Linked DNA regions of Pan troglodytes: region 2 is linked to region 1. A link is a contact called in public capture Hi-C data. All regions are on one chromosome and are shown on one strand. The core of a region is the stretch at or near the end of the contact, and the rest is flanking DNA. Distances in the headings are between cores, read along the strand shown. Region 1 has its middle 22 kb from the start of SNTA1. Region 2 has its middle 8.9 kb from the start of C20H20orf144.

Evidence for each region. Capture Hi-C pulls out chosen DNA fragments and counts their contacts.
Region 2: a contact with region 1 is called in a capture Hi-C map of stem cell-derived neural stem cells, with 10 times the contacts expected there. The contact joins two enhancer-like sites. A contact is called at or near these places in 2 of 7 Hi-C or Micro-C datasets (induced pluripotent stem cells and stem cell-derived neural progenitor cells), 1 of 1 datasets of contacts at active chromatin or transcription factors (stem cell-derived excitatory neurons) and 1 of 1 other capture datasets (stem cell-derived neural stem cells).

The regions. Positions count from the first base shown.
Region 1 is chr21:39,674,406-39,676,998 of NHGRI_mPanTro3-v2.0_pri, forward strand. No RefSeq gene overlaps it. Among named protein-coding and RNA genes, the nearest start is that of SNTA1, 22 kb to the left of the region's middle. Within about 2 kb of position 1,291, at least 9 of the 24 cell types and tissues checked have an H3K27ac peak or open chromatin away from gene starts, as enhancers often do. A contact at or near this core is called in stem cell-derived neural stem cells, where this site is marked.
Region 2 is chr21:39,861,097-39,863,689 of NHGRI_mPanTro3-v2.0_pri, forward strand. No RefSeq gene overlaps it. Among named protein-coding and RNA genes, the nearest start is that of C20H20orf144, 8.9 kb to the right of the region's middle. Within about 2 kb of position 1,310, at least 8 of the 24 cell types and tissues checked have an H3K27ac peak or open chromatin away from gene starts, as enhancers often do. A contact at or near this core is called in stem cell-derived neural stem cells, where this site is marked.

The DNA.
Region 1 (2,593 bases), core at 41-2,540:
TGCCACTACACCTGGCTAATTATTGTATTTTGAGTAGAGGCACAGTTTCACCATGTTGGCCAGGCTGGTCTTAAACTTCTGACCTCGGGTGATCCACCCACCTCGGCCTCCTAAAATGCTTGGATTACAGGCGTGAGCCACCGCGCCCAGCCCAAGAGACCCTGTCTCAAAAAAAAAAAAAAAAAAAAAAAAGGCTGGGCATGGTTGCTCATACCCGCATACCTGTAATCCCTGCACTTTGGGAGACTGAGGCAGGCAGATCACTTGTGGTCAGGAGTTCAAAACCAGCCTGACCAACATGGCAAAACCCCGTCTCTACCAAAAATACAAAAGTTATCTGGGCATGGCGGCAGGCGTCTGTAATCCCAGTACATGAGAGGCTGAGGCAGGAGAATCACTTGAACCCAGGAGGCGGAGGTTGCAGTGAGCCAAGATCATGCCACTGCACTCCAGCCTGGGCAACAGAGAGACTTCATCTTGAAAGAAAGACGGAAGGAAAGCTGGGCACTATGGCTCATGCCTGTAATCCCAGCACTTTGGGAGGCCGAAGCAGGCAGATCATGAGGTCAGGAGATCGAGACCATCCCGGCTAACACGGTGAAACCCCGTTTCTACTAAAAATACAAAAAATTAGCCAGGTGTGGTGGCAAGTACCTGTAGTCCCAGCTACTTGGGAGGCTGAGGTAGGAGAATCACTTGAACCCGGGAGGCGGAGGTTACAGTGACCTGAGATCGTGCCACTGCACTCCAGCCTCGGCGACAGAGAGTGAGAGAGAGAGAGAGACAGAGAGAAAGAAAGGAAGGAAAGAAAGAGAGAGAGAGGGAAAGAGAGAGAGAGGAAGGAAGGAAGGAAGGAAGGAAGGAAAGAAAGAAAGAAGGAAGGAGAAAATCAAGGATGATGAGGTTTAGGATGCATGTACTGAGTCCTTACTATCTGCCAGATGCCTTCCTTGCATTATCTTTCCTCATCCTCAGGACTGTTCTCTATGATGAGGCCTCATGGGGCTGCATTTCAGCTGGGGAAATTGAGAGCTTAGGTGATCTGCCCAAGGACTCACTCTCAGTAGCAGATCTGGATTAACGCAGGTAGGCCTGACTCCCAAGCCTAACCTCCTAACCATGAGGCTCTTCTGCAAGCATCCTCCACTCTAGGCCTCAGTTTCCCCATTCATAGCAGTCAGAGACTCTGTTGATGAGGGCTCACTGAGAGCCAGACACCAGTTTGCCACCTGGCCCATTGCACTTAATCCTATTACTGCATTTGAATCTATGACATGTTATAACCACGGGGCCATGCTGCCTTGGTTTTACCTGCTCACTCTCAAGTTGATGATAAGTGAGTTTCCAAGTCCAAGAGTCTCCAGGAACGTTGCAGACTTCCTCTACAAACAGGATCGGGAAGAGAAGATCTCAGCAGAAAGGCACCCCGGGGTGGGACAGGCCAGGGCTGAGAGTGATTGGGCAGCCACAGACTAGACTAGCCAAGCTGGTCAGGGTCAGGGTGGGGGTGCAGTATAGAGGATCCTTTGTCAGGGCAGAAGCTGCAAGCCGCCCCATCCCCACCATCTGGCTCCAGCTCCAGCCCAGTGATGCATGATGAGGAGAATGTTGGGGGGGTGTTGCTGAGGGCTGCCCACCTGCTCTGCCTCCTGGGATAAGCCAACCCGAGACCTCCCAGGCCCATCTGGCTAACACATCCCTAGGCCCTGACCACCCCTGGGACTCCTTTTGACAGACTGAAATTGGCCGGGAGTGTGGCCAGCCTGTCAGGGTCACAGGTCACCATTAATCTGCCAGAACAAGGGAGGGCAGGCGGGTGGGCAAGCAGCCGGTGTGGGCAAAGCCCTGGCAGTTCCTGCCGTCTGCTGTGGTGGCCGTGGAGAGAGGCTTTCCTCTTCTGGGAGGCAGGGAGATGGATTAGAAAGAATCTAGGACCCTAGGAAAATTGAAGATACTCACGTCTCACTACCCAGCAATTCCACTTCTAGGTGGGGCCCCAGTGAAACTCACCCCTGTGCACAAGGTGTCATTGAAGCATAGCATGTGATAGTGAAATACCAGAAAAAAAGTAAGCGCCCATCAATAGGGAACAGGATAAATATAAAAACTGAGACAATCATATTCAATGATTAAGGCTGAGAACTGAGGTCCTCTATGTCAACAAGATTTGACTGTTTCAAGAAATTCTTACCTGGAAAGATAAGACTGTAAACCAATAAATAGCCTCACTGTTTGTCTCAGGAAACTCTTGCAAACCAATTTTTTTTTTTTTTTTGCAAGAAGTTGGTTCACCTTGGCAAATACTTCCCTTTTTCAGACAACACTTTACTCTTCAATGTATCAAGAGCTTCTCCTCAAATGGTGAGCACTCCTAAGCTCTTTTTTTTTTTTTTTTTTTTTTTTTTTCAGACAGAGTCTCACTGTCACCCAGGCTGAAATGCAGTGGTGCAATCTCAGCTCACTGCAACCTCCGCCTCTTGGGTTCAAGCCATTCTCCCGGGTTCAAGCCATTCTCCCGTCTCAGCCTCCCAAGTAGCTGGGATTACAGGCGCCCACCACCACGCCTGGCTAATTTTTGTATTTTTAGTAGAGA
Region 2 (2,593 bases), core at 60-2,559, 190 kb after region 1:
TAAGGACCTTCAGGGTCAATATTGTGTGTCAACCAATTATAAGCTGTCCGGAAACACTACTGAACCTTCAAGAAAATGAGCCATTGTTAGCAAAGTCAACAGGAACAATAATTGATTTAACCCCTGGGACTTCAGATATTACAATCACCAGATACAGGCCGGGCACAGCAGTTCGCGCCTGTAATCCCAGCACTTTGGGAGGCCGAGGAGGGCAGATCATGAAGTCCGGAGTTTGAGACCAGCCTGAGCAACATGGTGAAACCATCTCCACTAAAAATACAAAAATTAGCCGAATGTGGTGGCAGGCGCCTGTAATCCCAGCTACTCAGGAGGCTGAGGCAGGAGAATCGCTTGAATCTGGGAGGCAGAGGTTGCAGTGAGCCGAGATCACGCCACTGCACTCCAGCCTGGGCGACAGAGAGACTCATCTCAAAAAAAAAAAGCAAAAAAAAAAAAAGCACACCAGATACAGAATACAAAATATGAAACCTCTGAAGATGGCACTGAAAAACAATGAGCAAAAAGAGTCTGAAAATGACTAGGCAGATTTGAAAATAGAATTCTGGAAATGACAATCATTGAAATAATGTGTTATTCACCAATAGATTACATCAACCTGAAAAAGAAAAAATTAGTGGTGCGTTACCTTTGTCAGAAAGAGAGCAAAGAGGCCGGGCGCAGTGGCTCATGCCTGTAATCCCAGCACTTTGGGAGGCTGAGGCAGGTGGATCACGAGGTCAGGAGATCGAGACCATCCTGGCTAACATGGTGAAACCCCACCTCTACTAAAAATACAAATAATTAGCCCAGCGTGGTGGCAGGAGCCTGTAGTCCCAGCTACTCAGGAAAGTGAGGCAGGAGAATCGCTTGAACCCAGGAGGCAGAAGTTGCAGTGGGCCGAGATCATGCCACTGCACTCCAGCACTCCAGCCTGGGTGACAGAGCAAGACCCCATCGCAAAAAAAAAAAAGAAAAAAGACAAATAATTGGGAACTGTGAAAGATCTGTTCCTCTGGAAGGTTAGGAAGGGAAAGCCTTTTCATGTGTTACCAAGGGCAGCATCCAAGAGCCTGCTAACTGGTGTTTCTCAGCAGAAAGGGCACTGTCCTGAGGTGGGGATAGGATCTTGGGAAGCAAACATGTCTCTTGCCCGTCTCTGCTTGTTTCTGACTGCTGGTATTTCAGGGTCAGGGTCACGATTAGGCATGTCTCCTTCTTAGCCTTCCTTCCAAGAGGCTTGGGGGAACCAGCAACAGTCCCCACTCCACTCCTCAGGTGGGCTTCATTGCCTGCTGCCAGGAGCCCTCTTGTGGACAGAGCTGGACTTTCCCCCTGGGTTGCCACCATCCCTAAGCCAGATTCCTTTCCAGAGTACACACCAGCAGCTTTTCCTTCCCCTTCGCATCAGCATTTTCTCAGGCTGCCTTTCCACCCCATGAGTTAATATTTGCTAGGTTCCTCCTACAGAGTTCCAGAAGTGATCGGGGATCAGTCTCCCCACCTTCTGAGGGCTGGCTCACCCAGGCCCTCGCACTGGGCTCGTCCTTGCTGCCCCGTCTGCCATTTTGCAGGCCCCGAGGCCTGGCATTGTTCCTTCTTTTGGTGTAGCTGCCTCTACCTCCTCCAGCTGGGGCGGGTTTCTGCTACCGGAGGGTGTCCTCTCCCAGCGCTGTTTACTCCTGATGGCTAGCAGCTGTTGGTGCCAGGGAGTGGATCCCTCCTGCGTGACTCGGAGCAAGGCACTTATTCACTGAGCTTTTTCCTCTGTAAGCTGGGGATGCTAACGATGCCTATACCTCTGGGGTGTTGCGAGGGTAAAATGGAATCAACAACATGGGTATAGCCCCTAGCACAGGGCCTGGCACCCAAGGCACCCCTGTAAACTGGTTGCTGCTATAACCTGTTTCTCTCCCCACCAATCTGTGGTTTCTTTGAGGATTGATCTTTGTGTCCAGCACTCTATGTGGAGCCTGGTGTCCTGCTCAAGTAGTATGTTTCGAGAATAATTTTTTGAAGACCACCTAATTCTCAGTCCCTTTCGGCTCGTAAGAGACTGTGTTAAGGGGACTTGTTAGGAGAGCTGTAGGGCATTGGCCACCATCTAGACTGTTGCTATCTCCAGCCTGGCCTGGCACTGAGCCAATCCCTGGGACAGGTTTGAATAGTTACAGGTGAGTCACAGGTGCAGGTGTGAGGAAGGGGAGAGGACAGGTGCAGGGAGTGGGTGGAAGGGTGGGGGCGGCAGCTGGCCAATGAGCCCGGAGCTCTCCTGACTTCAGGGCTCTGCCTGCCCTTGACCGAGTGCTGCCACCAGCCCAGAACATTTGATCATCCCCAGCACCTGCCACAAAGCAGGTGCCCAGCGCAGGATTGGGAAAGGCGCCCCAGCACAATGACACTCACCTGCTCCTTACAGTGGAAGCGTTTCTGTGGCGGACGGGTGGCTTGGGACAAAAGCCACAGACAGGGTGACTGGGGTTGTAAATGGCCCAGCCTTGGCTGCCAGGACATGAAATTATGACCTTGATGCTGAAGGCAGTGGGTGCCATTGAAGGGTCTTGGCCAGAGAGGTGCGTTTTTCAAAATGGCAACA